Regions from separate parts of the Mus musculus genome. Here regions 2, 3, 4, 5, 6 and 7 are each linked to region 1. The links are chromatin contacts, called in public Hi-C, HiChIP or PLAC-seq and promoter capture Hi-C maps. All regions are on one chromosome and are shown on one strand. The core of a region is the stretch at or near the end of the contact, and the rest is flanking DNA. Distances in the headings are between cores, read along the strand shown. Region 1 holds the start of Snd1 (staphylococcal nuclease and tudor domain containing 1). Region 2 holds the start of Calu (calumenin). Region 3 holds the start of Hilpda (hypoxia inducible lipid droplet associated). Region 4 holds the start of Rbm28 (RNA binding motif protein 28). Region 5 overlaps Rbm28 (RNA binding motif protein 28). Region 6 holds the start of Lep (leptin). Region 7 has its middle 17 kb from the start of Mir129-1.

Evidence for each region. Promoter capture Hi-C pulls out the DNA fragments that hold promoters and counts their contacts. Hi-C and Micro-C count contacts between places; a contact is called where the count stands out from the background. HiChIP or PLAC-seq counts read pairs in DNA pulled down with a chosen protein or histone mark. Capture Hi-C pulls out chosen DNA fragments and counts their contacts.
Region 2: a contact with region 1 is called in a Hi-C map of memory CD8 T cells, with 11 times the contacts expected there. The contact joins the promoter of Calu here to the promoter of Snd1 in region 1. A contact is called at or near these places in 3 of 484 Hi-C or Micro-C datasets (CD4 T cells, embryonic stem cells and memory CD8 T cells).
Region 3: a contact with region 1 is called in an H3K4me3 HiChIP or PLAC-seq map of the 230-238 cell line, with 10 read pairs. The contact joins the promoter of Hilpda here to the promoter of Snd1 in region 1. A contact is called at or near these places in 5 of 39 promoter capture datasets (3T3-L1-derived adipocytes, the C10 cell line, liver and 2 more), 1 of 484 Hi-C or Micro-C datasets (CD8 T cells) and 5 of 115 datasets of contacts at active chromatin or transcription factors (the 230-238 cell line, bone marrow-derived macrophages, embryonic stem cells and 2 more).
Region 4: a promoter capture Hi-C map of liver shows a contact between it and region 1, with 3 times the contacts expected there. The contact joins the promoter of Rbm28 here to the promoter of Snd1 in region 1. A contact is called at or near these places in 8 of 39 promoter capture datasets (the 3T3-L1 cell line, 3T3-L1-derived adipocytes, the HPC-7 cell line and 3 more), 1 of 484 Hi-C or Micro-C datasets (CD8 T cells), 13 of 115 datasets of contacts at active chromatin or transcription factors (the NIH/3T3 cell line, astrocytes, bone marrow-derived macrophages and 8 more) and 2 of 9 other capture datasets (adipose tissue and liver).
Region 5: an H3K4me3 HiChIP or PLAC-seq map of embryonic stem cells shows a contact between it and region 1, with 5 times the contacts expected there. The contact joins the enhancer-like site here to the promoter of Snd1 in region 1. A contact is called at or near these places in 5 of 39 promoter capture datasets (the 3T3-L1 cell line, frontonasal cranial neural crest, hippocampal neurons and 1 more) and 6 of 115 datasets of contacts at active chromatin or transcription factors (the 230-238 cell line, bone marrow-derived macrophages, embryonic forebrain and 1 more).
Region 6: a contact with region 1 is called in a promoter capture Hi-C map of embryonic stem cells, with 3 times the contacts expected there. The contact joins the promoter of Lep here to the promoter of Snd1 in region 1. A contact is called at or near these places in 1 of 39 promoter capture datasets (embryonic stem cells), 5 of 115 datasets of contacts at active chromatin or transcription factors (the NIH/3T3 cell line, the SCID.adh cell line, embryonic forebrain and 2 more) and 1 of 9 other capture datasets (pancreatic islet).
Region 7: a contact with region 1 is called in an H3K4me3 HiChIP or PLAC-seq map of embryonic stem cells, with 7 times the contacts expected there. The contact joins the enhancer-like site here to the promoter of Snd1 in region 1. A contact is called at or near these places in 1 of 39 promoter capture datasets (hippocampal neurons) and 13 of 115 datasets of contacts at active chromatin or transcription factors (craniofacial prominence, embryonic basal ganglia, embryonic forebrain and 6 more).

Annotation. Positions count from the first base shown.
Region 1 is chr6:28,478,995-28,481,863 of GRCm38.p6, reverse strand. Snd1 (staphylococcal nuclease and tudor domain containing 1) reads right to left here and starts at 1,516. Exons shown (of 24, transcript NM_019776.2): 1 at 1,222-1,516. The coding sequence starts at 1,299.
Region 2 is chr6:29,346,714-29,349,582 of GRCm38.p6, reverse strand. It overlaps Calu (calumenin), which reads right to left and starts at 1,477. Exons shown (of 7, transcript NM_007594.4): 1 at 1,375-1,477.
Region 3 is chr6:29,271,234-29,274,102 of GRCm38.p6, reverse strand. Hilpda (hypoxia inducible lipid droplet associated) reads right to left here and starts at 1,477. Exons shown (of 2, transcript NM_023516.5): 1 at 1,293-1,477.
Region 4 is chr6:29,163,329-29,166,197 of GRCm38.p6, reverse strand. Rbm28 (RNA binding motif protein 28) reads left to right here and starts at 1,474. Exons shown (of 19, transcript NM_133925.2): 1 at 1,474-1,707. The coding sequence starts at 1,590.
Region 5 is chr6:29,131,783-29,134,651 of GRCm38.p6, reverse strand. All of the region lies in intron 14 of Rbm28 (RNA binding motif protein 28), which reads left to right. Among named protein-coding and RNA genes, the nearest start is that of Gm25589, 20 kb to the right of the region's middle. Within about 2 kb of position 1,366, at least 9 of the 459 cell types and tissues checked have an H3K27ac peak or open chromatin away from gene starts, as enhancers often do. A contact at or near this core is called in embryonic stem cells, where this site is marked.
Region 6 is chr6:29,058,818-29,061,686 of GRCm38.p6, reverse strand. Lep (leptin) reads right to left here and starts at 1,466. Exons shown (of 3, transcript NM_008493.3): 1 at 1,439-1,466. RefSeq lists promoters at 1,458-1,625, 1,458-2,227.
Region 7 is chr6:29,004,592-29,007,460 of GRCm38.p6, reverse strand. No RefSeq gene overlaps it. Among named protein-coding and RNA genes, the nearest start is that of Mir129-1, 17 kb to the left of the region's middle. Within about 2 kb of position 1,455, at least 6 of the 459 cell types and tissues checked have an H3K27ac peak or open chromatin away from gene starts, as enhancers often do. A contact at or near this core is called in embryonic stem cells, where this site is marked.

The DNA.
Region 1 (2,869 bases), core at 267-2,766:
GCTAGGCTGGTGGAACAGCAAAAGCCCAGGGTCCACCAGCGCCACGTGCAGCACAAAGGTTCCAGGCAGTGGAACAGCCACGTCCAGCTTTAATGTGTGCCGTGAAGATGCGAACCGGGGTCCTCAGGACTGAGCAGCAAGCACCTGTATCCACTGAGCCATCTCCCCGGATCCCCCTGCAGAGTATATTAATCCTGAGAAAGACAACAGGGACAGCAAAAACAAAAAAAGTTTCAAAAACTGGCTCTCTGGGGAAACTGTCTTCCACTCTGGAGAGAAAAGTCGTTGGAGTTACAATATGAAAAGCAATCGAAAAGATCACAGCCATCTTAAACAGAAAAATCTGTTAACAAACGAGAAATGTCAGACCTCAAGATGTGGGAGGAAAAAAAGGAGAAACAATATAAGAAATAGAACAGAACTTATGCTACAAAATTAGTGTGGAAGTGGAGGTGATGGAATTCAAAATTCCGAATAAAGAAAGCAAAGGTAAGTGAGCAGGATCTATAATAAGAACCCTACACAGGGAATCAGAACACCTGGACTCTTATTATTGGCTCCACTCCAAACCGCCATGTGCCCTTAAGGCAAGTTAGTTACTCTCTTTAAAAACAGGCTCCTTGTCCTTAAGAAGTGAAGAAATGCTACTTAGTATAAGATCCCTGCCAGGCTAAATTTTTAATTTAAAAATACACGAAAATCAGGAGCTTCCAGGCCTAGAAACTAGACATTGAGATAAAAGGGGGAAAGAGTTGAGAAAACTTTGGGTGAATAAGTGAGTCAGTGGACAGAGACAAGCTTCGTGACAGCCAAGCACTCCCGGGGTTCCAGGAAAAGATGTCCGGATCTAGAGAAACTGCGAACTAATCGGCATATGTCAAAATGGACAGAAAGAGGGGGATGGGAGTAACTATCCGTGAACTATCTCCGTTAATGAACCGGTAATAGACCTGCTTCTGGTAAACAGGTAGGGGCTCCGAAAGCCGCGACCCACGAAAATCACAGCGAGCGAATCATGGACAGGTTGCCCGGGAGGCAAAAGTCAAGATAAGTTCGTTCTCGGGTTCTGCCTGGTGAAGATTCGGAGAGTAGGTGGAGAGTGAGGAAGGGGCAGAGGAAAAGCAAACTGAGACCATGCAGGCTGACGGGAGAGAAGGAAGTCAATGCCTGGCTCCTGCTCCAAAGCAGCAGAGGGGTCCGGGTCCAGGGTCCCGCTCTCACCATCTTGACGATGCCCCGCTGCACGGTGGGGACCGCGGGTCCCCCGGAGGAGCCGCTGCTCTGCGCGGAGGAGGCCATGTGTGGAGCTGGAAAGGCAGCGAGTGGGGCGGCCGGCCGGACTGGAAGTGTCAGGGTGGGTGTCGGCGCTTGCAGCGACAAGGAGCAGGCAGGCGACAGGCTACCGTCGGTGGGCTGGACAGAAGCGCCAGGCGCACACTAGAACACCAGCGGGACTGGGAGCAAAAGAGGAGACGCGATCTCCGCCGCCGCCACACGTTCTACTCGCCGCGCAAGCGTGCCAGAGCGCCACCGCCCTCTAGCCAATTAGCGTCCAGAACCCGCTGGAACTCAAGCCAATAGGCACTCTCTTTATGAAGCTCCGCCCTTTGGTCCCAAAACGGGTGCGGAGCTCCAGGAAGCGCTGAAAGAGCTGATTTGCGGTGACGGGATGGTTTTGAGGCGGGACTTCCGGGGAAGTCTTGAGAAGGTGGTGTCGGGAGGTGTAGTGGGAAGGAAAGGACACGTCAGCATCTGGCAGTGGTGCGCGGGGAGCCATGGGAGCCCCGAAGGCGGGGCGGGCCTCGCCCTCCAGCGGAGGTTCTGCTCCTGCCCCGCCCCTCAAGCGGCAAAGCGCCCACGTGTACGGAGCTGGACACCGGAACTGGACGACAAGGGCCTGGGGCCGTCCCAAAGGAACCTTACTGCTCTCAGAGTTCTGACGTTTCACCTCCGCAAAGCAGAGGAAACTTTTGAAAGTCGCCGCCATTGGGTAACCTGCTGATGTTAGTCTTGACCCGGAATGTGGCCGCGAATCTCCCGGTGGTCCGGAGTATCACTGGGGTTTAGTGCTTGTGAGTTCCGCTCATGTTTGTTGATGGAAGCAATAAGCATCTCTTAGAGGATGACTCGTCCTGCACACTGAGAATAGCCTCGTTTTTCGGCTCCTTCCCTCCTGCTCCAACTGAGGTTAGGAAAAACCTTGGGATTTGCCATCCCAGGGCTGAGCGGGAGACAGTCCTAACTCACTGCTAATCTCAGCTCGAGGTGGATCAGGAAAGCCATATTCAAGTGGATATTCAGGGAGAATTTATGGTCTTGGAGTGCCCCGTTTTAGAGCACAGGTTCTTGTATGTATTATTTAATAATAAAACCTGGACCTACGCTAAAGACACTACTTCCACTATAGCCTGTTTTAAGAAGTTTGAGTAGTCACGCATGTCTCAAATCAGGGTCAAGTTTTGGGGTCAGCATCTTCCTATAGCTCCAAAGCCAAGTCTGTACCACGAATTCACCCTATTCAAAAGAGAAAACGGATCTTTATAGATAGATACACACACACACACACACATATATAAAACAATTTTGAGGGGTTGCCCAGTACACTGGTAGCTCAGCTCTAAGACCTCATCTTTAGTGAATTTGACCTTTGCAACAGTGTAGCCACTCTCTCCAGGATAGTTGAAGCAGTTGAAACTAATTCCAAACATCTCATTTTCTGATCATAGTTACTGTCCTTTCCCCCCTACTCAGCCAGTTAATTCTCTTTTGCTTGTACTAATTTTCTATTTCTACACAACCATTGATCCTACTAGTCAGTCCTAACAACCAAATTACGTGGAGCATGAACATGCACAGTATACACTGCCTG
Region 2 (2,869 bases), core at 228-2,727, 870 kb before region 1:
CACATCTATGTTACAAAAAAAAATTAAGCTAATACTAACATATTAGTCTCCTGTACTGAAGCAATGATATAACACATCAATTAACATATCACTATATGAATGGCGCCCAACCATGATTGAGAATGACATTGAGAAGAATACACACATACTTTATATTTTTTATGAGCTCATGATTCCTTTTGAATCTTCAAAATATCCTGTTGGAGACCCCTGAAACACTGCCAAACTCATAGTCGGACCAGACAGACATAGTAATAGTAATAGGTATCTTACACACAAGTAATAGGTTCTCTCTGGTCCCACATTTGGACAGAAGAACACAAGTTCTTTAGCAGTGACTATTGCTCGATACTTAAATCTAACTGAATGAGGTCAAATATATACTTCTCCTGGGTCAGCTTTCAGGTATAGCAAAGAATAATTATCAGCCACTCCAGGTCACTCTACCTTCATGTTAAATTAAACTGGAGCGCTATCATTCCCAACTTATTAATGCTGACTTGATGGTTCATGACAGGAAGTGAATGCAATTCTTAAAAAACCCTGTTCCAAGGCTTTGAACGCTTAGGAATTTCGATCAAAGAACCAAAAGTCTTAGCAGATCCACTGATCTTTCCCACTCATGCAAAAGGAACTTTACAAAATGCAAACCACTCTTAATTACAGCAACTATCGCGAATTAAAATTAAGCTCACTTCTGTATACAGCATATCAAAAATCAGAACACTTGGGAATGACAAGCAAAAAACCCGTGATTACTTAAAGGTAATTAACTCCCTAATTAACACGTGAAAACTATTTCCATTAATGACAATATCCAGCCAAACATAGAAAACTGCGACGTTCTTTTCTAATTAACAAGAAGTTTTAAAAATAATGACATTATGTTTTCAATCGTTTTGTTCTCCATGTTCCTACACCCTGTAAGACAGCTAACACTTTCTTTCTTGGCACTTGCAACTCAATTCTCGGGATGTGGCCTTGGGGCGGGGTGGCAGCTCCCAAGAGTCCGGCGAGGTGGCAGGGAGCGGATACTAAAACTCTCTACCCAATTCTCTCCGACCTTCAGGAAACAAACAAAAGTGACCCTCTAGTCCCAGGGACACTGAGTGGAGGAACCCGGGGAGGAGATCAAGGACGCGCGAAACCAGGCACAAAAACGGTGCCCAGGAGGGCGCAGGGCCCGGGAGCTACAACCCTTTCCGCAGAGCTGCGGGACAGCAAGTCGGGGACCGCACTCTGAGGGCCAGAGTGGAGCCTCGGGCCCATCCCGGTGCACTGAGACCGGAGTGAGGACACCCACTACGAATGGGGAACAGGGCCGACGGACAGAATAAGAGCGAACCAGGACCCACCCAGCACCACAGAACTTACCTTTCCCGGGAGCTCCACGCCGCAGGATACCGTGGCTGCGGCTCACCCAGGGAGTGAGCTCCCGCGCACAAGCACCGCCCAACCGGAAGTGGTTAATGGCCCCGCCCCCATCCGACTTGTCGGGGGTCTTCACACCAATCCCCGGCACGATCACTGCTGACGTATGGCTTCTTCGTACGGCCATTGGTCTCACAATCGCGTGGCCGGGATTGGCTGGAAATCGCCACGTCCCCGCGAGCGCGCCGAGTTGCGTGGACCGGATTCCCGCCCAGCTCGGGTTGCCCAGCCCGTGGGGACTCTGAGTCCCAGCTCCTTGCTCTTGGGTGTGTGGGCGCGGCTCGCTGACCTTGGCCCACTGACCGCAACGACCTCATTTACGGCAGGCAACCCTGATTCCCTAGGCTTCTAGTGTAATTCCGATGGCTTTCTTCCTGCCTCCAAGCCCCTGGGGCCGGAATAGTCCCGCTGTAACGTCACCACCCACTGCGAATGAGCCCAACTTCTGGCTCTAGAGTCAGATCTACTGAGCAGCTCTCCGCCCCGCCAACACGCACCTTTCAGCTTCGATTCTCACCCACCATGCTCTTTCGCATCTCTGCCTAAACCATCATGATCCCGGCCTCCCCTAACAGCCTTACAGCCTTACATTTTACACCCATGTGGTCTTTGTCCACAAAGCGGCTTCCTCTGCCTGAAGTATGTTTTCTCGATTTTTCAGCTACTGAAAGCCATCAGTCATGAAACAGGTTGTCATCCTGGAATGTCTTAGGGGAAGCTGTAGTCGTGAAGTTGCCAGTGCTCAGTTAAGGTGTTAGTTTTAGGAATCTTTCCTGGTCAGTAAACAGATAATACGCATGTGCTTTCCTGGCAGTTTGCATTTTCAGTACGCAGCCAGATATTGTTTAATAACGGTGCTTGTCCTTATGTCTTCGATTAGACCAAGTGCCAAAATAAGATCTGCCTGACTTACACATCAGGAGCTCCCAGCTTACAGCCCAGGTCCAAGGAAATTCTCAGCAATACTAAGTGAACTGAATAGAAGAAACTGAATGGAAGAAACCCGTTGCGTTGAAGGCCCCTGATTTAAAAGAAACATAGGAAATTAGCAATTTGTTTTTTTGTTTGTTTGTTTGGAGGGGCGGGGGACAGGAGAGTTTGAACCCAGACTCTGTGCAGGATTCTAGTTGTCCATTCTACCACTGAACTATATAACCTTAGTAAACCCATCACCTACTCAATGCCATGAAATTAAAACATGTATTCATTGAGAGCTACTTTATTTTCTTTCTTTTTTTTAAAGATTTATTTATTATTATATGTAAATACACTGTAGCTGTCTTCAGACACTCCAGAAGAGGGAGTCAGATCTTGTTATGGATGATTGTGAGCCACCATGTGGTTGCTGGGATTTGAACTCTGGACCTTCGGAAGAGCAGTCGGGTGCTCTTACCCACTGAGCCATCTCACCAGCCTGAGAGCTACTTTATTTTCAACA
Region 3 (2,869 bases), core at 228-2,727, 790 kb before region 1:
GGATACAAAACATGAAGGCAAAATGCCTCCATGAATGTATATGTGTGTGTATTTCATGTATATATATAAAATACAAGAAAATGATAGGTGTGGCTGGTGGTGCATACTTGAGTTACACAGTGAGTTAAAACTATCATGGGCAACTTAGTGAGACCCTGACTCAAAAAGTAAAATGTGGAGCAGGGCAATGGTGGTGCACGCCTTTAATCCCAGCACTTGGGAGGCAGAGGCAGGAGGATTTCTGAGTTAGAGGCTAGTCTGGTCTACAGAGTGCGTTCCAGGACAGCCAGGGCTACATAGAGAAACCCTGCCTCGAAAAAAAAAAAAAAGTGAGCTGAAATATAACTCAGTGGTATATAGAGTGCTTGCCCACCCTAGCATAGTGCCCCAAGAATAAGAAATAGGGATATGTCCTAGAGCAAACAACCTGTCTAAGTTTCTCCTGTATCATACATCCAAGTTGATTACAAACTTTTTTGCCTCCAGAGACATGGTTTCTTTGTGTAGCTCAGGCTGTCCTAGAACTAGCTCTGTACGGCTGGCCTCGAACTCACGGAGATCCTCCATGCTTCTACCTCTTAAGGGCTGCGATTAAAGGTGTCCGCGGGCCTCCGCGGGCCGCCACCGCCGCGCCGCCACCACCACCTCCAGGGGATTTATAAACTTCTTGAATATAATATCGTCAATATAAACGATAAGGGTGACAAAAGCCTGTAATCCCAGCTATGAAGGAGGCTGAGGCAGAAGGAATGCATGTTTAAGGTTTGCCCGAGCTATAGAGAATGCAAAGCTAATTTGGAAGATTTAGTGAAGCCTTGTCTCAAAAGTAAACATAAGGGGCTGGTAGGTAATGCACCCCAGTGAGTGGTATAAGCTGTATCTAGCACATACAAGATTCTAGGTTCAATTCGGAGTACCACAAAACAAAAAGTAGCAAACAGAAAATAGCAAAGAGTCAAATCTAGTTAATTTATCCAAACATCTTTGAATGCTTTTAAATAGCTCAGGCACTCTGAAAGGTACTCTGGGCCACATGGTCGTCCTACAGACAAGAACTCAGCCTTCAAAGGGGCAGTTACTACACAACACTCTAAAGCGGTGACAGGAAGGGAAGGCTAAGGTACTTTGGTGAAACCTGGTGGGCAAACAAAGGTGGCCCATGGAGTTCATAGATTGGGCGACGCAGAGAGAGCCGGTGGAGGCAAAGCCCTGACTCGAACGCAAGTAGCCCGACCGATGGGACAAGGGATCCATGTCTCGGCCTCCGGCCTGGGGGGTCCTGGGCCAGTTACCTCAGAAGGAAAAGTTGAGAGACGGCTGCTCACAGTCACACCAGGTCGTGCAGGAGTAAGGAAGAAGGTCGGCTGAGTCGCAACGTGGAAGCTCCACGCAGGCACTGCTCTGGATAGAAATAAGCCCCAAAGACAAACGGACCTCCCAAAGCCCCGCCCCTTCTGGGCGAGGCTCCTCGGAGACTGCGCACGCGTACCGAACCTGCACGAGCTCGCCCTGGGGCACGTCCGCTGGCCATCCAGCCCTGCGTCAGCAGCGTCGCCGCAGAGTTCTCGGGGAGTCACGGAAAGCACGCGGCTCGCGGTTGATTCACTGCAGTCCAGAGTGAACAGCATGAGGTTCAGCCTCACCGGCCGCCTTCTAGAAGATCAGGAGCCAAAAGGCGCCTTTACCCCCTCCCCCATTGCTGGATGCAGTACTTGAAGTGACGCCCGGGCAGTGTGGGAAGGCCCCGCAGGAGTTCCTTCCTTCCGCCCTCCTTTTCTTTTCTTTTTTTTTTTTTTTTAAAGATTTATTTATTATTATATGTAAGTACACTGTAGCTGTCTTCAGACACACCAGAAGAGGGAGTCAGATCTTGTTACGGATGGTTGTGAGCCACCATGTGGTTGCTGGGATTTGAACTCTGGACCTTCGGAAGAGCAGTCGGGTGCTCTTACCCACTGAGCCATCTCACCAGCCCTTCTTTTCTTTTCTTCTCTTCTCTTCTCTTCTCTTCTCTTCTCTTCTCTTCTCTTCTCTTCTCTTCTCTTCTCTTCTCTTCTCTTCTCTTCTCTTCTCTTCTCTTCTCTTCTCTTCTCTTCTCCTCTCCTCTCCTCTCCTCTCCTCTCCTCTCCTCTCCTCTTCCTTTTCTCCTCTCCTCTCCTCTCCTCTCCTCTCTTCTCTTCCTTTTCTCCTCTCCTCTCCTCTCCTCTCCTCTCCTCTCCTCTCCTCTCCTCTCCTCTCCTCTCCTCTCCTCTCCTCTCCTCTCCTCTCCTCTCTTCTCTTCCTTTTCTCCTCTTCTCTTCTCTTCTCTCTCTCTCTCTCTCTCTCTCTCTCTCTCTCTCTCTCTCTCTCTCTCTCTCTCTCTCTCTCTCTCTCCCCCTCCCTCCCTCCCTCCCTCCCTCCCTTCCTTCCTTTGTTTTTTGAGTCAGGTTCTTGTAGTGTACCTGCGACTGTTCTCGAGCCCTCCCGAATGAAAGTAAAATATTTGTCCTGGCTTTGGTCTCGGCTTTTTACGGCGTTTGGACGGATCGCCTTGCCTTCAGTGGCTCCGGTACCCCGGGAGGGCATTGGATTTTAGATTATTTTTTTTTCTTTAAAAATAAGCTATTTTCTTTTAAAGTTGCCTTTTGCTTGAACTAGAGAGGGAGGAGGTCATGGTCTAGATTTCATACCTGGAAACTGACCTGCCTTACCAGTCACCTGCCGGCTCCAACCAACGCAAAGGAGAGGTGCTGACCCAAAGGGGGAATCTCAGAAAAGATTCCTGGGACAAGCCCTCAAGTGGGGAAAGCCCTCAAGAATTAGGGGCAGGTCTAAGTGAACACGATAGTTACTACAAGGAGGGGGGGGGTTGGTGTGCGTTCTCATGACT
Region 4 (2,869 bases), core at 225-2,724, 680 kb before region 1:
GACTAGGTCCCCCAATACAAGTTTGTATTTGAGGATAGAATTTGATTCTTGGTTGTTGTTGTTTTCCGAAACAGGGTCTCTCTGTGTAGCCCTGGCTGTCCTGGAACTTGCTTTGTAGACCAGGTTGGCCTCGAACTCAGAGATCCGCCTGCCTCTGCCTCCCGAGTGCCGGGATTAAAGGCGTGCGCCACCACTGCCCCACTTAGAATTTGATTCTTGAGGAGGATGTGGAATTCCAAACCAATTTTGTTTAAAAGATTCTACTTCTTTTGCCCACTTTACTTTTTATGTAAGATAGGATCGACTTTATGGTAGCCTTGACAATCTGTTTTGTATTTCAGTGCCTTTTCTTCTGATTTATCTATTTAAAATATAACTGTGGTGGGGGTTCTTTTTCTAAAAGCACATATTAATTATTTGAAGCCTACTAGGACTTCATAAATTTCATGCTTAGCACATTCCTCCCACCACTACTACCTACACGTCATCCATCCATCCATCCATCCATCCATCCGTCCATCCATTATATTGAATGTGGATAACTCTTGGGGATTTTCACTGTGCCTTTCATCTTTTGTGGTGTTTTCTACCTACTGAGCTGTTGTAACTTAAAAGTAAAGACTTTAAAAGTGCCTAGGGTACTTTTTGCAGCTAGGCATTCTGCAAGCACAGCATTTTTCCATGTAAGACAGACAGTGAAGCCCACTGAGTGTTAAACACTGTGGGTAGCCTCCAGTCTGTCTGATAAACAGACATAAATGAAGATCTTCTGTCTCTGGGCAGCAGTGCATCCTAGGTCTGTGCATATAGCTGGGTGTTATGTTTGGCTTCCGTGTGCTCTGATGTGATCTTGCAGAGATTTTGTAAGATTTTAAAAATAAACGTCTGTCTCTCACTCTGGACTCTATTTTATATGACGGCAGGGACCATGTCTTTTTTTTTCGGCAATGAATTTTACTCCTAATATATAAGTAGGAGCTCAATCAGTAAGAATTGAAAATATGATTTCGTACGTAGTATTTGTTCTCTGGGGATTTTAGTAGATACAATTTGTCTCTGCGGCCAAGTGACAGTTTGTCTCATGTTTTCTGAGGACATGTGACTAGTTCAAATTATGTATGTTACATGCTTGTGTCTATGACGTTTTGCATATGTGTTTTTTTCCCCCCGCGTGATATGTGGCAACTCTTCAGAAAAAAACTTATTGAACACCCACTCTATGTCAGATGAGGGCAGGCTTAGGGGGAAAATGACTTCTGCCTGCTTTGGTGAATTTGGGGTCGAGTTCCTAAATGAAAGATTTTAAGAGAATTTTAAGCTGTTGATGTCAAGTTTCCCCCAGTGGCGGGGGCGGTGCTGGGACTGCACAGAGACCGTCGTTCAAGAAGCTCCGCCCCCAGGACGTCATTTTTCTTTTTCTTTCCGGAACTATTCCTTCCAGTCTGCGTTTCCTCCCGGACTCTTTTGAGCAAAGAGGACTTCCTGAATTTCCCGGCAACTCGGCACCGCCTTCCTGCCAGAGCTCATCCCAGCCCTCGCTCGCGCCGGCGTGAGGTGCTCGCAGCCTCACGCGCTTGTCTCTCGGTCTCATGGCCGGTCTGACTTTATTCGTGGGCCGTCTCCCGCCCTCGGCTCGCAGCGATCAGCTGGAAGAGCTGTTCAGTCAGGTGGGTCCGGTGAAGCAGTGCTTCGTGGTGACAGAGAAAGGTAAGGAGTGGGATGGTGCAGAGGGCATGTGCAAAGGTATGGGAACAACCCAATTTCAGGGAGCTCTATAGTTATGATCTGTTTGTTTTGAGACAGGGCTCTCACTCTTTAGCCCTAACTGGCCTCGGATTCGCTACCGGTAGCCCGTGTGCTTCTGCCTCCTGAATCCTCCGATTAATGACGTGAGCCATCCCAGCAAGTTCTTTGCTCTCTCCAGAAGTACGGGACCGGGAGCTAAGATTCTTTTCTAAACGGACTCAGCTGGAGATCGGCCAATAAGGTTGATTTATGAAAGGCAAAGCACTCACTTAACGTTTCCATTGCGTTTTCCCCTTTATTACGCGTGTTCAGGAGTTCAAACGCAGGCCCATTAGCTTGGAGTAATGGTAGTAATCCCAGCATCTGGGAAGGCTGTGGCAGGAGGATTGCTGGTAATTCGAGGACAGCCAGGTCTATATAATAGCGAGTTCAGGACAACTTGGATTACATAGCGAGACCCCGTCTTCAACAAACATCCCAAAGTAACGTTTAATAAAGCACCAGTGCGGCTTATTGAGATGGCTGCTAGGCCGGAAGAGTGCTTAGTTTGACATGGGTTAACTTACTTAATGTTCTCAACAATCTTATAGGACAAAGAGCCTTAACCCCATTTTTTTTAAATAAAGGAATATAATCTTTAAAGACATTAAATGGTCTGGAGTTGATCTGGCTAGTGAGAGGACTCAGTTTGATTAGCACGTTAGCACATCCTATGCATTCATCTGTTTATTTATTTATTACTTGTTGGATGCCAACTGTATTTTAGAACATTGCTGGCTGCCCTTAGGATACAACAGGTGTGTGACACTAAATCACTGACGCAGATTCTGTTCTCATACACTTATGGTTTGAAAGACAGCCAACAAATAGCCAAACTATATGTTGATAATGGTGATAAATTTATGCTAAGGAGAAAAGTCAAAAGAGGGAATGTGTGTGTGTAGATAGGGTGGCTAGGGAAGACCTGTTTGAGGAGAGTGAACTAAGAACTGGGGGGATAAAACAGTCTGAATTCAGGAAACAGCAACCTTGAGGATATTAAAGCAAGTATGTCCTTGTGTGAGAAGAGAGCTTGGTGGCCAGGGTGACGAGGAAGTGAATGAAGGTGTGACAGGAGATTCGA
Region 5 (2,869 bases), core at 117-2,616, 650 kb before region 1:
ATGCAGGGCACACACGGAGATGTCAGGACAGTCCTCACGGTCCCCCTGGAGTCAGGCTCTGGTTCCCTGCACAGCCATGCTTACTGTTCTTAGAGCTTCTGTTTCTACAGAAGCTCCTTATCCCACCACAGGGCCACTGAGACTACAGACACCACCATGCCTAGTGGTTCTTTTACATTGGTTCTCGGAATCTGAACTCAGGTTCTCCTACTTAAGACATTAAGTTAGGGTTCTAATGCTGTGAACAGACACCATGACCAAGTCTTATAAAGGACAACATTTAATTGGGGCTGGCTTACAGGTTCAGAGGTTCAGTCCATTATCATCAAGGAGGGAACATGGCAGCATCCAGGCAGGCATGGTGCAGGCAGAGCTGAGAGTTCTACAACTTCATCTGAAGGCTGCTTCCAGGCAGCTAGGACTAGGTTATTAAAGCCCACGCCCACAGTGACATACCTACTCCAACAAGGCCACACCTCAGTAGTGCCACTCCCTGGGCCCAGCATATACAAACCATCACACAGGGCAAGCACTGTGCCCCTGTGCCTTTCCCCTAGCTCCTACGGTAGCATTGACTGTGTGTTCAATATTACTCCGCCGTAAGCACAGTCTTCATGTTGACTGTGCATGTCTTCAGTTGAGTTAGAAGACTATGAGTTCACACTAGCATTCAGTTCAGCTCTGTCTCTTTTGAAGGCCTTACCGTTTGTTAACCTCTATACTGGCCTCAGACTTGGTGGTTTCTCCAGACAAGCTGAGCTCTTTGAGGATAGATAGTATCTCATTATCCCCAATCCTGGAGATACTTGGCATAATCTGTTCATCTTTACATTTAAAAATGCCATTGCCAATATTGTAGGTGTGCTTTGCTGTTTTATAGCTGTAAACTGTATGCCTAGTACCCTGAGGCCTCTTTAACATATTCCTTGGTATTGAGGAAATAGCATGAGAGAACAGTAATGTGTCAGAGCGTGTCTGACACCACAGTTAGTGGTGAGTACCCACAGTATTTAATGTATGCCCATTTTGAACTCATTACAGTTTAGCGCACTTCTACATTGTACAGTCTATGTTTTGGTTGTGTAACTATTTCCTCTAAGATAAAGCCTCCATCTTGGAGGAAGGTGGGTTGGTAAGCTTAGAAAGGCTCAGGACATTTCTGAGCCTGACTGGATACTCTAGACCTCTTACTCCTCAAGCATATATAAGCGGTAGGGACTGCTAAGACGGACTCTCAAACAGGCTGAAGCCTAGAAGAGGCCCAGCAGCCAAGCTCCTGGGGAGAGGCTGAGACCTGATAAGCCCAGACCATTGAGCTACCCAGAAAAGACACTGACCTGTTGAGCTGCCTTCAGGCTGTGCAGTGAACTGCAGGCGCTCAGCGTGTGAGCTCAGCTCGTGGGCTTCTGGTGGTGGAGCTGTCTTTGAGTCCTTTCTGCTTCTGTAAGTCACCCCGGTAAAGTCTGGCTCGGCAGCTGGCTTTGGTGTTGCCTTGACAAAAGACGGACATCTTTGGTTCCTGTCTTGGGTAGTAGATGTTAGTTTCCGTCTCCCCAGGAATCATGACAAAAGCATTTTATTTTCCCCTTATGTCCTTCATTTGTGAGATGTCTTGAATGATATTTTAAGCGAGTGAGCGTATTGAAGTCAGGAATTCTTTCTTCTCCTCTGCAGTGGACAGAGTAGGATCTATGCACGGAGCCGTTGTACTATGCTTGTGGCTTTCATACTTAGACTCCTCCGCTACAGAAGAACAGCATGCTGCTCCAGGCAGTAATATTGTATAAGTGGTGTATTTTCTCAAATTATTTTCTGTGCTCCTCATGACCCTAAGGATATTTACGGTATCCTGGCATTTAGAGAAAAAAGTGCATCAAAGAGTTTCTGACTCTAACCCCGAACAGCTGAAGCTGCCTGTATTCTGAGGCTTATCCCATGTCAGGACATGTTTTTTAAGTCTAAAACCATCAGGTTTTCTTTCCTCCCGTCTCCATTAATTTCCTTCCTTCAGGGATCGAGTCTTTGGACAGTTCTCTGTTCTCAGCAGTAACATGCTGAGACGCTGAAGAGTCACGCACCTCTCATTACATGCATTATGAACAGTGAAGTATTACAGATTTTTCTCAGGGCATTGAAGAGATGGCTTAGTGGTTAAGTACATACTGCTCTTACACAGGACCAGTTTCAGAGAATCTGTTGCCCTCTTGTAGATTCCATGAGCACTGCATTCAGGTGCACATGCATACACATGGCCATACACCTACACATAAGATTTTAAAAAATACAAAATAAATCTTAAAAAATAAAATACATGTTTTGGATAGCCCTGGGGCTAATTATATTTGATGTTAATTCCATTCTCCTGTGAGTAGCTGTGAACACGGAATGAGTCAACACTCAGGTGGTTTCTTGTAAACCTGCTTCCCACCTTAATTTGTAAAACAAAGGAGAGCTGAAGATTGGGCAGAAAAAGAGGAAGGTGGAGTGGAAAGTTGGGAGAAGAAGGAGGTTTCAGAGAGAGAGGACGCAGAGGCAGAGGGGGATGGGAAGAGGGAAGGCGGAGCAGAAGCCCGTGGCCTGGAGAAACCGCAAGTTCTAAAGGGCAAGTTCATAGGTGGGCAGATCTACCACCACACTACCATCTTCCACATCTGTGAGACCCTTAGATGTGGAAGATGGCAGTGTAGCAGTAGATCTGCCCAACCTAAGTGCACAGCATGTATTTCATATTAATTGAGTTGTGTTTTCATTGCTGGGGCATATTTGGGTTGGAGATTTACTGCAACAAATACATTTTTCTCTGGGCAAACAAATACATTATTTCTTATTCATAACTACTGTTTTGTTTTTCTTTTCTTTCTTTTTCTAT
Region 6 (2,869 bases), core at 217-2,716, 580 kb before region 1:
TATTACAGCATCCCTGGCTCTGTCCTTGGCTCTTTGAGCTTTTTCCTGGAACACGGGGGGTGGGGGGGAAGGAGGAAAATATTCCCCCCAGATACCAAGAAGAACTTGTTACTTGGGTTTGAGATCTACCAAATATGAGAAGGATGCTTCTTTAGCCAACACGGGCATGTTCCCCTAAGCCCAGTATCTTGAGTGCTTGAGAAAGGAAAGAACCAAAAAAAGAAGTCTGAGGGGGAGAGAGAGAGGTGCTTCTCTCGTGCCTCAATGAAATACATGATCAGTGTGGTCCTTATAGTCACCAGGAGAGTGACTGTTAGACATGCCTCCTTTCAAGTTTGGTTCCATGCACCGTACAAATCAGCAATAGGTCAGAGATGCTCTCCCCCAGCCCCAGCTGACCACTGCCCATCACAAACTCTACGAAAAATATGACTCTCACTACTGGAATTCCATTCCCACCTTGCAAAGAGTGCTCAGAGAGCCTATGCTCCCAGGATGGTGCCACCAAATCCCTGCCCTCTGCCTGCCTCTCCTGAGTCCCATGCTCCCAATAGAAATGACTGGCTTGCTTTGTCCTCTCCCAAGCAGCAATGTACACAGGGCATCGTGGCATATCTAATGCACCCAGTAAGACATAGAGTAGTGTAAGGGCACCATACCCACAATGCAGTAATACTAACCCCAGCAAGAAAGAAAGCTGAAGGAGGGGCATGCAGGGACCTCAGGCTGGCAACGTGTATTTAACCATCTTGGGTAGAAATGCCTACCAGCAAAAACTGTGCAGGTTACAAGCCTTCTCCACAATCTGCTGTTCTGTTCCCCAAAGAAGAGAATTTGAATGGCTTTGGGACAGATGTGGAGAGAGCCCTAGCTTTTTTATTGTTGATGATGGTTTGTTTGGTTGTGTGTGTGTGTGTTTGTGTGTGCACGCTCAAGTTGGGGGTGAAGGTGGGAGGGGACTGGGTTCTTCCTGACAGTTTTTCTACCCACCTGTATTCAACAGTAGTTTTAGTACTAGGTAGGCCCTCACTGGAAAATGAACTCTCAACAGCAAAGCAAGGTTGTATCTGGCCTTCAGGAAGGCGGAAAGCTGTGGCTGCCTCACTACACGTCCAGCCTTGCTTTTTCCATCTGAACGCTGTGGGAAACCTAACCATCTCAAGTCTGCAGACCAAAGACAGGCTTGGAGCCCTGGCTGGCTTTGCAAGAACAGGTTGGTGCCCTGTGGGCACAGGCCGGCCCAGCCAGGAATTTAATGCCTTTCAGCTCCCAACAGCCTTCCCTCTGTCTGCAGAGTCCCTCGCTGCAAAACTACTGAATTCAACACCAAGCTGTCCACATGACCTCCTTCTTGCCTCAGTTTCTCTAATTTCCAGAGCTGGATGGGGTGCTATTAGAAAGACTGGTGGAGGAGAAAGTAGCGCGCCCCGGGCCTTACCTTGCAGCTGCTGGAGCAGGGATCCCTCCGGGGCTCCATGCCTGCCTGCCCCTCTTATAACTGCCCCAGTGCCACTTGCGCAACTGTCCGGCCAGCCCCAGTCCCTGCGAGCGCCAACTCCCGCCCCACCCAGCGGGCCAGCAACAGTGGCAGCAGCAACCTAGTGCTCCATTCTAGGCGCCTCGAGGGAGAACTTCAGCCGCGCCCTCGAGTGCAAGTTTGGGGGCGCTTGGTATGAGCCGGTAATCCTCGAGGTCCGGCCAGCAGCTACTGAGCAGCGGTAGTTTAAGGACGGGTCCCTTGGGATGGTGCTTCCAGCACCGCAGGGAGCAAGAGGCTACAGAAGGCTGGCTTGGGGACAGGGAGACCAGTGAGCCAGGACTCTGCCAGCTGCTTTTTCCGACAGCTCTTTGCATACCTAACCTGGCTGCTCAGAGGAGAAACTGGTCCCAAGCTCAGGGCAACTTGTCTTCCTTTGGTACCCGAAGAACAGTCGTCTCATTTCATCCTGTGACATCACAGAATGCACCTGCTTCGAAGGTCGCAAGTGTGTTTAGGGATGCTCTGGACCAGTCCCAGGGGCAGGTGGCAAGGGCCTGTCCCTGATCAAACAATGTTTGTTTGGTTTGTTGTTGTTGTTGTTTTCGGTTGTTGTTTTTTTTTTTTTTTTTTTTCATTAAGGCAAGAATATCATTGGGTTCCTAATGGGAGGAAACAGATACAGAACAGTTCAGCTTTCTGTCTTAAAACCTCAGCTAGTTGTTAAGGATTAGAGATAGCCAGGGATCCAGGTGTGAAACAACTGGATCAGGCCTATTGAGTTCACCCCAACTGAAAATAGCTTTGAAAACAAACCATCATCCTCAGAACCAGCCAGACAGTTACTTTGAGTAGAAAGACCCTGACTAACCCCTAAATCCTGACTGCCTGGTTTGGTACTACCCGGTACAAAAATAGAAATAGCATGATTTTTTTTATAAGACATTATTAAATGGCTGGGAAACAAACAAGAACAATAGTTCTGACATGAGAAGTTTAAGAAATTAAAACTTTAGCATCCTCAAATAAAGTTCTGAATTTGGTCAACCAAAAATTGTCTTGTTTTCTCTTGTATAAGTACCCACGGGGTAACCTTTATTTCCCTCTTGGCCTGCCAAGCGAGAATTGTTTGCTAACCTGCAAACTATGAAACCTACACACACCTGCGCTGGCTGCTCCTGGCTCCCAGTCCTGCCCGTCTCTTATGGGCGTTCCTGGAGTCAGGTCCATCCCTTCTGCCCACAGAACCCCCCCTGTTTTGCATAGGCCCTGCTCTCCACCACTGGCAGGCTTCCTTGTCTATGGACAGAGAACAGAGCCCTCTGCCATTTACTCTTGAAGTCCTGGTGCCTTCACAGCACCAACAGGAAAGATTTGCAGAGGTGACTTCCA
Region 7 (2,869 bases), core at 206-2,705, 530 kb before region 1:
AGTTTTCCTATCCGTGAAATGGAGTTAATGTTAACTACTTCCTCATGGAGCTACTGTGAAGGTCTGGTGAGGGCTTTTTGTTATAATTGATAGTTAGTGAGTACTTTATAAGTAAATATAATGCCACAATAAACACATAAATACATTTGCAAAAAAAAGAAAAGAAACTTTAGAAATTTGCATGAGTGCACACAGAAATTCCCACAGGAAAAAAACGGTAGATATAAAAAAGACCCAGTGGGGCAGGAAGATGCCTCACTTTCTACTATGCCTGACAACCAGAGTTCAATCTTCAAAACCCATATTTGTGCACATATATGTGCCTGTGCACACACACACACTAAACAAACAAGCAAATAAATAAAAAACGCTTATTTTGAAAAAAAAAAAAGGCGGGGGGGGGGGTAGGTCAGGCATGGTGGTGCATGTCTTTAATCCCATCACTCAGAAGGCAGTGTCAGGAGGTGGATCTCCAAATTCGTGGCCAGCCTGTTCTGCAGGAAGCGTTCCAGAACAGTCAGGGCTACACAGAGAAACCCTGACTTGGAAAGAAAAGAAGGAAGGAAGGAAGGAAGGAAGGAAGGAGGGAGGGAGGGAGGGAGGGAGGGAGGGAACGAAGGAGGCAGGCAGGCAGGCAGGCAGGCATAGGGGCTAGAGAGATGACTCAAATTCTAAACTAAAGCTAAAAATTGGGGGAGGGGTGCAGGGACATCTTAACACTACAGATTACAGGAGATGGTGAGGAGGAGGCAGGGGAACACCTTTCTCCAATGTTGAAAGAAAACAAGCAGCCCTGCCCTTAAATACCTGTTAACTCCAAATTATGTATCTATTGAAAATATTTTTCAAAAACGAAGGATTGAACCTTCAGAAATGTAAAAACTGAGAGAGTTCGTGGTTTGCAGCTATCCATATGACCATTGGTAAAGGGAGTTCTTCAAGCTGAATAGAAAGACACCAGAGAGACACTGGGATCCTACAGGGAGAAAGAGGAACACTTGAAGTTAGATACATGGGGTAATTTTAAAAGGCTGTTACTTTTCCTTTGTGACTTGTTTTAAAGACAACTATTAAAATAACTTTGTTGGATATATAGAATATATACAAGTCAAATATATGGGGCCAAAGAGATAGCCAAGTAGTTGAGAGCACTTACTGATCTCCCAGAACCACCAGTGACTCTACTTTCAGGGACCCAATACCCTCTTATGGCTTGTAGTAGTGCATCGATGCACATAAACTCACGAAGGCACACACACACATGAATAAAACATGTATGTAAATAAATACATCTTAGAAGAAGTCAAACACGTGTCAATATTAGCAAAATGGATCCAGCGCATCACCATTTCCCAGTAACCGCTCACACTTTCTAGAAAGCAGACCAGACCGAGGGGCTGACTTGACTGTTAAGGAAGTGCATTCTAATTGCTACCTTGCCAGGCACTGATAGCCGTATTAGCATGAGAACTCTTAAGAACATTATGCTAAGAGGAATGGGCCAGGCACAGAAACACTGTGTACTGCCTGATTCAAACTATGTGAGTCTATGTAACAGGTGAAAACACAGTAGCAAAAAGATCAGCAGTGGCCTAAGGCCAGGAGTCCTAGAAGGCCTAGTGTATAAAAAGATACAAAGACATTTGTTATGATTAGTTTAACTTGACACAAACTAGAGTCATAAGAAAGGAGGAGACCTTGACGGAGGGAATGCTTGCACCAGGCTGGGATGTGGCCATGCTTGCACCAAGCTCGGGTGTGGCCATGTCCGGGGAGATTTTGCCTTGATTATTGATCGATGTGAGAGGGCTCAGCCCCCTGGGAATGTCATCCCTGGGCAAGTGGTCCTGGGAGGTAGAAGAAAGGTAGCTGAACAGCCAACAGCCTCAGTTCCTGCCTGGAGCTCGGGTCCTGGCTTCCTTTCATGATGGACTGTAACCGGTAAACCAAATCAACTGTTTCCTCCCACGTGGGCCTCAGTCTGTGTTTTATCTGAGCAACAGGGAAGCAGACGAGAAGACGGAATAACACCATCACCAAAGGGATGGGCTCTTGTTGAGCACACAAATACTAAATATATCAAAGTGGACAAGTGAATTTGATTGTGTACAAAGTAAAGCCAATCCAGAAAGTCTGGATAAAAATAAAAGGAACCGAGAATATCCACAGGAAAGGGAGATAAAGCTAGGGTGGGGAATACTGCATGATCCCAGGATTCCAGGACTTAGAGCCCCTACTGGGAGCAGACTGGTGACCACTCACACGGGGGGGGGGGGGTGGCTAGGGGGGGGACGACTATGCCCTGGTAAGGAAGACAAAGGAGACCTTCCTCTTAGCCTCACACCTCGATGTACCCTTGCTAGCTACACTACTGCCATGCTTCTAATTATCTCAAGCCCCTCTGTTCCTGCAAGCTCCTGGTGGCCACTCTGCTCTGCCCACACTGGCCTGCTATGGTTCATCAGACTCCTGACTTGCTGGGCTCTTTGCTGCTGTTCCCACTGTGGGGAGTGTTATTCTCTTGGCCCTGGCTTACTACCTTCTTTTTCCACTCATTTCTCAATGTCTCAACAAAGGTCCATGGCTCCCCTAGTGTTTAACATACAAGCTGCTTCCTTTGCAGGACCCCTCAAACTCTACCTGGCTTTATGTATTCCTCATTTTTGTCTTGCTAAATTACTTCATGCTGGGTTTTTCTCCACCACCACCACCCCTTTTTTGAGACAAGGCCATCTTCTGTAGGCTGACCTTGGCTAAAACCTGGCAGCCCTGCCTCTGAGTCCATGGGCCAGTACAACCAGCTCACGGTTTGCTTATTTCTGAGGTCTCCCATTGTCTGTGTCTGTCGTTGGATGTAAGTTCATGAGAA